Linked DNA regions of Zea mays: region 1 is linked to region 2. Evidence: chromatin contacts called from public Hi-C data. All regions are on one chromosome and are shown on one strand. The core of a region is the stretch at or near the end of the contact, and the rest is flanking DNA. Distances in the headings are between cores, read along the strand shown. Region 1 holds the start of LOC100192557. Region 2 holds the start of LOC100382062.

What was found. Hi-C and Micro-C count contacts between places; a contact is called where the count stands out from the background.
Region 1: a contact with region 2 is called in a Hi-C map of ear, with 2.3 times the contacts expected there. The contact joins the promoter of LOC100192557 here to the promoter of LOC100382062 in region 2. A contact is called at or near these places in 4 of 25 Hi-C or Micro-C datasets (ear, leaf and tassel).

What each region holds. Positions count from the first base shown.
Region 1 is chr1:257,904,121-257,909,008 of Zm-B73-REFERENCE-NAM-5.0, reverse strand. It overlaps LOC100192557, which reads right to left and starts at 1,550. Exons shown (of 18, transcript NM_001365535.2): 1 at 836-1,550; 2 at 1-130. The coding sequence starts at 1,080.
Region 2 is chr1:257,552,292-257,556,734 of Zm-B73-REFERENCE-NAM-5.0, reverse strand. It overlaps LOC100382062, which reads right to left and starts at 3,156. Exons shown (of 4, transcript NM_001174826.1): 1 at 2,938-3,156; 2 at 1,265-1,334; 3 at 1-673. The coding sequence starts at 2,996.

The sequences.
Region 1 (4,888 bases), core at 301-2,800, 350 kb before region 2:
CTCGTAGACGAGTCGGGAGACCTGCTTCTGCAGCCTGTCATTCTCCTCCATCAACAGCTTGTTCATCGCAGTCAGCTTCCGGTTCACAGTCTGCAGGCGCGAGGCCTCCTTCCGCTGCTTCTCGCGGCATCTACCAATCAATCACAAGAAACATCAGAATCACAGTCAAATCGCACAGGAGTTACAGATGTCACTTGCTGACTTACATATGAAGAAAACTAAGACAACGATCGCTTACGCAGTATTGAAATGTAACTGCTCATTCTAAACATCGTATTCCAGTTACAGGCCCGTGTGGCAAGCAAAGCAAGCAATGGCTGGCACGAAACTCGGGCAGGCTGATTGGTTGCCCAACTGAAAATGATGTTTCCCTACTACCATTTAAATCTGCTCTTAACGTGAACATTGTGATAGGCACGGGATACCTAATTAGATCCATTTATTTATTTATCCAAGTTCAGGGACAACAGCCTTTCCTTACAAATGCTAGGCAAATGTTGCTAGTCGTACATAGCACATGCGAGCAGCAAAAGGACGCGTCCATTACGCCTAACGGCGATACAACCGGGGGTAAAAAAAAATCTGAGCAAAGAGAATTTGTAGTCCTACAAGTTCCAGCTGAAAACCTGAGCAAATATGGCCCGACCTCAAAACTAAAAAAAAAACTAAAGAGGAAAAACATATCATCGTAAAAAGAAAAACAGGGGGAGAGAGAAATTCCAGCAGCAGAGGCACTGGCAGGAAGGAGCGCACAAATTCGTCAACGAATAAGCGGAGGCATGAACAGAGCCAGAGGTGAGATGATGGACGGAAAGAGGGCCGGCGACGCACGCACCTGCGGTTCTGGAACCAGACCTTGATCTGCTTGGGCTCGATGTTGCTGAGTATGGGGCACTCCCTGATGAGCTGCTGCCTGCGCAGCGAGCTGGGCTTGGGGCACTCGCTGTAGACGCGCTCGAGCGCCTCGACCTGCTCGGGGGTGTAGCGCACGTACTTGCCCGTGTCCACCTGCGGCGCCCCGCCGCCGCCGGGCGACGGCCGGTCCTTGCCGCCCCCGACCACCGCCAGCGCCGTCGACATCTGGCTAGCACCGCCGCCCAGGGAGGAGTCGGAGTCGGAGGAGGAGGGGTTGTCGTCGTCGCGGGGAGATGGAGAAGACGGAGAGCCACGGCCACGGGCGGCGCCGAGTCATAGCCTCGGGGCGAGAGCGCAGCCGCCCGACGCCATGGTGGTGGTGCGAGAGAGAGAGAGAGAGAGAGAGAGAGAGAGAGAGAGAGAGAGAGAGAGAGAGAGAGAGAGAGAGAGAGAGAGAGAGAGAGAGAGAGAGAGAGAAGTGGCGGCGGTGCGGGGGTGTGTTGTGCTGTTGCTTGCTTGGCTGCCGAGCCGCGCGGCCCGCGGGGAGGGTGAGGAGGAGGACGGAGGGGAGGAGCAGCAGGGGGAAAGGGAAAGCTAGCGGCGAGACGGGGATGGGGAGAGAGGTGGTGAGAGACGAGTTGGGGTCGGTTTAATAGTAGCGAGCGGGATAGCGGCAAACGCTCAGCTCTGTGCTCTGCTGAGGGTGAGGGCCTGAGGGGTACAATACAACCCGGTGGGGTCTTTTCAAATAATGTACTACTCGTAATTTCCTTTTCATCTTTATATTAGTCTCTTTTGTTCCTGAAATTCATCAGTTTCTTTTTTTTGTCCTTCTTTTTGTCCGTTTACAAGGTGACACGCATGACTGATGTGAATAAAGGCCCAGCCTTGTAGTAAAAAAAAATTGGTGGCTTTGAACAGACTAGTAGATGTTCAGTTAGCTACTAGTGTTAGACCTACATAGAGTCACAAATGAGGCAAACATCGGGGCCCTTGAGAGAATGAATATACAGATGAAAATAATCCAATGGCTATTTATTATTACTCGAAATTGTGCGCATACTCCTTGTTTTTGTATCGCATCGTGGACTGGACCCAAATCCGGGGGGCCCAGCGCCAAGTCTGACGCGCGTGTGTTGTTTGTTGCGGAACTGGACGGACAAATATTCTCTCCTTTGGAGGATGTCCATTTTGTTTTGCTGGGGAGGTGTGTCGTTGCGTTGGTGGCGCTGTGCTCGCTTTTGATGGCGGGCTGGCTCTTGCAGGCACAGGCACATGGCCCGTGGCAGCAGCAGAAGGCAGGGAGCATGCTCGCTCGGGTTAATACGGTGGCCGAGGAGCACGACCCCACGGTGCCGGCCTTTTGGAGGTGAACCGTGAGAGTCGCACGCATCCGTCACGTCCAATGAAATTAAGATCGAAACTGAAACTGTACAGTTTTGTGAAAATATAACTAGCAACAGTTATGGTGGATCAAACGAAAAGGGTGGCGTGAGCTGCTCGCCGACATTAACATAGACACAGTACTACATCCCGTGAGCGTGCGTGAGAGGTTGTCTGCTGCAACCGGTAACAGGCGAAGGCGAGAGGAAGAAGACGGGCCAAGATCACACAATGCGAGCAGACTACAGTGGTCGGAGCACGAGAATACAATGTGAGCATGCTTTTAGGCCGTGAACAAAACTGCTCATATATACTGTATACTGACCCGATCCCCGTGTAACATAGAAGCGTATCTGGTTGGCCTAGAGATGGCAACGGGGACCCGATCCCTGATTCCCCGCGGGGAATTCCTCCATTAGGGGATGGAGATGGGGAAGAAACTTCCCCCGTGGGGATATAAACGGGGAAAATTTATCCCTCAACGGGTAAACGGGGATGGGGACGGGGAAGCATTCCCCATCCCCGTTCCCCGCGGGGACCCGTTAAACTTGCACGTGACTATGTTTTTTATACTAGTTAACGACAAAAATAAATAATTACCTTATCAAGAGACGACTAATTGTACAAATGTGTTTATTTTGATGTGTGCATAATGATTTCTTATATCTGACAATGTGTATAAGCGACAATATTTAACATTAATAGCAAAGTACGTATGTCTTCATTGTAATTTAAACGGGGATGGAGATCCTCGTTGGGGATTTATCCCCGCGGGGAACGGGGATGGGGAAGAAATGCTCCCCGCAAGCGTTCGTGGGGATCCTCGCGGGGAAGTTTTTTCGTCGCCGAGACGGGGATAGGAAGCTATTCCCCGGCGGGGAATTCTCCGTTGCCATCCCTAGGTTGGCCTCGGCTATCAGCGTAGCTGCAGCTAGCTGCGTGCAACCGCAGCTGATAGCAATGTGCTTGTGCTTTTTTCCAAACGGGTCTTCAGTTTAAAAAGTAGATTTCACAACTAATTTAATAATAATTATTACATCTACTAAGTATCAGTATCGCTATATATACAGTTTTTTATTTTTTATTTGTCGTAGTTTAGTTCAAAAGTTAATTAGCTCACAACAAATATTCGAGAGCGGATACCGATACAATATAGTAGGAAACAACGTTTTTTTTTTGGCCGGTAGAGACCAGACTAGGGCGAAAGACCAGGGTCAATCACGAGGGTGAAGGGACGACTCCGCTGCGCACGGCACCACCATCGCCTGCTTTCGCGCCTTCCATCCATATCCAAGCTTTGCTTCCCTTCCGTGCGTCGCGTTGCCCTTGGCCCCTTGCCATTCAATGGGCGAGCAGAGAGCCGCAAGGTCACATTTTATTTCCATCCTGCACCCACCTCATGAATTCTCAATGGATCATATTGTAGGACACTGTGTCCTTCGACCGCTAGATGAACTGGTACAGCTCAGCGAGTACTGTTCCTGTGCATTGCGTTTGTTCCTTTGGTAGGGTGTCCAGTCTAATAAAACTGATCCTAATAAACACTAGCTATCTACTGTAGATCGTGTGGTTGTACCAAGCCATTATAAGCACGCCGTTGTCCATTAGTACGTCAAGAATCAGTAATAGTAATAATAATAGTAATAATAGTAGTAGTAGTAGTAGTAATAATAATAATAATAATAATAAGCTAAAAATATGAACATCGCTGATAAGCACGAGATAGGATCAGAGGAACTGAGAGTCCAATGACCGGTATCAAAAGCTAGCGATTACCGTACTAGTAGTATTCGGGTGCCATGGACTTGTTTCAATGTGTCGTCCCATATCTTCATCTTCATGGACAATGTGCAGAGTGTCCCCATGTTTCGTTTGCTACCTCCAATCCAATGCAATCACCTTGTTGCACTCATCCGCACTCAAGGTGCTAAGCAAGAGATCGGTGGCTTGGGCATTTTGAGATAAATGTGCCAATACTCTTGTGCTGTTAGACTTGAGGCATCAGCTCGCTATTCAAATACTCTCTTAATGATCTCCCAGATTTCTGGATGAAGAACCTACATGGTAGGCTTTGATCACGTGGTTCCACTTGGGCAATAGTCCCATCATATTGAAGTAACTTGCCTATGAGTACAGGCAAAACGATTGAAAACGGTCGGAAACGATATTTTCTATAAGAAAACGATTGTCGGTCGGTCGGAAATTTACCCGGTTTCATAATTAATCTACTTATTAACGACTACAATATGATGATGATAGATATTTAAATTTAAATTAAATGCGATATTTTTTGGAAACAATATTGGTGTTGAATTGGCGAAATCTAAATTTTCTTGCAATGATTAAATCATATGGATAGCCCCATTCGCTCCTCGTGCCTTAGAGTGTTGTCTACTCTACATAAAAGTTTTGCACCCTAGGTCCAACCCTTTTGTAACATGGAAATTCTAGTAATATGAAGATAAGAACCAAACTGCTCAAATGTAAATGCTCAAAGAAAGAATGGTTAGAAACACGGTGATATTTTGATGAGGTATCGAAGAGTTGGCACCCCTCACTAGTCCTTGTTGAAGCACCCATGCAAGGATGATGTTCCCACTTGATCCTCACAAGAATTAGGTGCTCTCTGTGGGTTGATCCTTTGCCACTT
Region 2 (4,443 bases), core at 1,907-4,406:
GCATTGTGCCCATGCTATGACTATGACGCCTAAGTCCTGGAAGATACTTCTTGGCATAGTAGGTTAAGGAACCAGCAATTATTTCAGGCCGGATGCCTCGAGACTCCATGGTGGAGATTAACCTCTTATACATGGGAAAACTCAATGATGAAGCATCACCATACCACCAGTCTGAATTGAAATTTCTGGGCCTTGCACCCGTGCTGATCCCATTCCATAGTACACTGCCACCAGGACTTTGCATCATGCCATGTTCCCTTATCGGCCATCCGAAGAGGTTTGGATTACTAGTAGCTTTTGATGCCAATGACTCGATGCATCTGTTCACAATCTGGAGGTCTTCAGCATGGGGGAGTAGGTCATCACATGTTTCCAATGCTGCCAAGGAATCTTTCCAGTTACGGAGAACCACTTGGTTGAGGAACATTTCTGACTGTGCAATCAGGTTTTCCTCAGCTACTTCTTCAGTCATTTCTAGATGCTCTGAGGCACACCGTAGGTAGACAACATTTGCAGGTGAAAGCTCTATTTTCACACCATAGCAGAACCTTGCAACTAGCTCAAATGACTTGGCACCCCCAGGAATGTCATTTAGTTTGATGATGCATTCTTCTTGGTCAGAGTTTTCTTCAATTGACCGTTCAAGAAAGGCGCTTTTTGAAAGTAAAGGGAACTGCAATGAAACAGACACTGTTATGGAGGAAATAATCAACATGTAAAAATGTTAATTAAAGGCATACAAGGCAAGAAAGTGAAGCAAAAGAATTGGAACAGAAATAAAAGGTTATAACCATTTTCATATTCTTTCATAAATGCCAGTAGAAGAAGCTTTACACAGGAAACACCAAGTCAAACAAAGTATGATGAAAGTTTCATTCAAAGCAAGGAACTGTTTATTGTTGCAACAGGATATGGACAGAGAACATTTGCTAGACGGGAACAAGCAGCAAAAGGGATATAACCATTTTTGCTTTATTTCTTGCACACACCAGGAAAATACAGGAATCCAGAATATGACAAGAGATTCATTCAAACCAAGGAACTGTTTATTTGTTCTTATAGGATCTGAATGGATAACTTTTGCATGTTACATAAACTTTATTCGTCTCTCATGCACTTTGAACAGTTTTCCAGTATCTTGACAGTTTTTCGTAGCTACTGACTTAAACAAATAAAACTCTAAAGAGTTTCAATTGTAGGACTCATTAACAGTAAATGCATACTTAATGGCTTATAGACATCCACAGAAAAAAAAGGACAGTACCTTGTGAAGGTGGAAAGACATATCCCCAACCTCAACGGTGACATCGCTAGGAAGTCCTGTTGTGCAGAACCTAAAAGGTTCACAAGCAGAAGAACAATCGAAATTCAGATAAATTTGTATATTAAGTAAGAACTGGAAAATGAGACTCCTTATGGTAAAAAAACAATGATGGGTGGCCACCTAGTGGTTAATGTCAATTTCGAATTATTTGTACATCCTATTCCTGCATATAAACAATTCGAGCGATGTCTTATATATTGCAGAGTCAGGTGTAGATATATATAGAGAGAGAGATTTTTGCAATATATTTCTCACAAAAACACACAATATATACCAAACAGACGTTAAGATAAAAGCACATCTTTTTGTTGTATACTACCACGAGCACAAAATCACGATGATCCCTGTACAGGCACATCGGTATAGTTACGAGCAATCAGCTGGAAGGAGATTGATGAGGTAAAGGTTTTGACTTGCACAACGAAAACAAATCCAAAATACTCATGTCTAAATAATTACATGACAGTTACATCAGCATCCATTATTAGGAACAATAACATATCACTGCCAACTAGATGTGATGTGGATCCATGAGGCCCACCCAATAAACGATTGGCTGAAGCAGTCAACTCTAATTAACAAGAATTTCTGTCGATATAACATGTGATCAACTGCACCCACCACGCTTAAATGCATTTAGTATGCACAATAAGGCACTCATGCAGGGTACCTAAAACCGCTAGCCACGAAATATACGAACCCTATTTCTTGTGCTTGTAAAAGGATAATAGCAAATGCTGCCAACAGCCGCTAGACGAGTATTTCTCAGTTGGACATGAGACATGTAGATTAAAACAAAAGCATAGTTGCAGGAGCCCACAATGCAGGCAAAACTTTGAGTTCTGAATTCTGGCAGACACTTAAAGGGCCCGGTTTGACAAGGAGGATGCTGATGCTCTGGGAATAGTTCGCACTCCTATGTGTGTTGATAGTTCAAATTTTGAACCGAATCTCAAGGACTTGGATCCAAGTGCCCCTAACCAGAGAGGCCCACGTGTACGGTGTTGTACCCTACTACCAAATGCAACCAGCAATTTGAAAAAAAGAAGAAGAAATACCCATTGCTCCCAGAGTTCTGGTTCCATGCTTGGGCGCGAGCAGAAGATTAGAAGAGTGGGAACAGGACAAGCAAGCCCAATAATTTACTAGGAAAACTGAAAGGTAATACGACAGCAGAGAAAACTCGGGATGCACACACACACACAAAGATACATAACTACTATACTACAGAAGAACTGAACGGACGGGCAGCAGCCTTGCAAAACTGCAAGGCCTGAGAATGCCCTCGTCACGGTAGGTTCAGGACGCGCAACAAATGCACCCCAGGAGGAGCCGCGGCGACGGCGTCGTGCGGTACGGTCTCCGAACCAGCTGACCTGTGGCATTTTCGGGACGTGGCCGTGCAAAATCCACACGGATTTGAGCAGGAACAGTAAACCCATCCGGAACCCCCCGAATTCCGAGGCATCAGCAGCAGCAGGTAGGAGGAGCGCGGAGGAAGCAGCAGAGCAGGGTAACGGAGGCCCGGTTAACCCGTCCAGGAAAACCCGCCCGCAAGGAAACTCGGGAAGATGGTAAGGAAAGCACTGGAGAGAGAGAGAGAGAGAACTTACCATGCCTGGCCTTGCCGCTTGAAGGCGTCAGGCTTGGAGCCGAGCTTGACGGACGCCATGGCGGAGGGCAGGAGCAGTCAGCTGGGCGGCCCGCGGCGTGGACGGAAGCAGGGAGAGTCCGGAGGTCAGTCAGGCCATGGGTGATGGGTGTGTGCTCCCCGGCCCCGACCTCTCTCTCTCTCTCTCTGGCTCTTTCTGCCCGAAAGGGCGGAGGTGGGCTTTGCAACCCTGCTTTCGGGCGGGCAGCAGCAAAGCGACCTAATCCAACCACCCCGCCCCAGGAAACCACCAATGCGGGCAGTTAATGCCCGGGTGGTCACAGAACAGCACAGAGGAGTGCGGGAGCGCGGGAGGGGAGAGGACCAGAGGAGGAGGAGGTGGATGTGGGTTGCTGTTGCAGACAGAGGCACAGGCAGTGGGGGCTGGGGAGAGTGGGAGTAGCAGGAGCGGCGCGGCTCGTCTCCTTCGACTTGACGACGGAGGCAGGTGGGGCAGGTTCTACTATTATGTCTTCACCGTCCCTCGTCTACATGTGGAGGATTTGAGTGCTCTTAACTAGTAGGATCATTAAGAAGAATCGTCGTCCTCTCTCTGTTTCCGTGGGGGAGGAGGATTCGTTTGGGGGTGGGGAGAACAGGCCAACAGGGACACGGTCACGCAGAGACAGAGGACGCCATAATAATTATACTAGTAAGCTGCAAGCAAAAAAGGCTGCGGGGTGGGGAAGAAGACAACGCCGTCCGTCTGAGGAGCCTGAGGCTGATCTGATCTGATCTGTCAGTAGTCGGCCAGGTCAACAGGATGCTGCTAGTCCTGCCGTAGAGCAGAAAAGTGCAAAAGGACCGCAAGCCCAAACGCGGTAGAGAAGGAACGGGAAACAAGCCTGCAAAATCGCCTCCGGACGGAAGAGAAGATGGAGGAGAAACACACACTTTCAGTTTACGCAAACGGCCGATGAGATGCGTGTTGGACCGTGGACGCAGTCGCGTGAGCGGAAGGAGGGTGGAGTAATTGAGGCGCATTAATACAAGTTCTGGAGATATGGGGCCGCGCGCACAGAGATTCGCAGGCTTTTGTTTACTACTACAGTACGCTGCAGTGCAGTGCAGATGGGGTTACGGTGTGGGTTTCAGGATTGCCCACCGCTTCATCGACTGTCCCGTTGTGGGACGGTTTTTTTTAAAAAAAAATTCTCGATTCGGTTTATTTGGTGACAGAGTGATCACAGATATTAGAAGAGATTAACAAAAAAAATTAAACTAATTTTCCCCTCGACACGCTCTCCCGGTCCTCCGTGATCCCTGGTGGATCACCAAATCAGGTTTCAGGTGGTTCCCGTCGACCGTCGTGGACAAAGCCACAAAGGAGCTGGAAAGTGCGTCTTGTCCTGGACTTTGCCGTTCTGTGTCTGTCTGCGCCCTGCCCTGTGAGGCTGTGACTGTGCGTGCCCCTGTGCTCTTGGTTGCTGCTTCAAAGAGCTGTAATAATAATAAAAAAGAAAAGCAT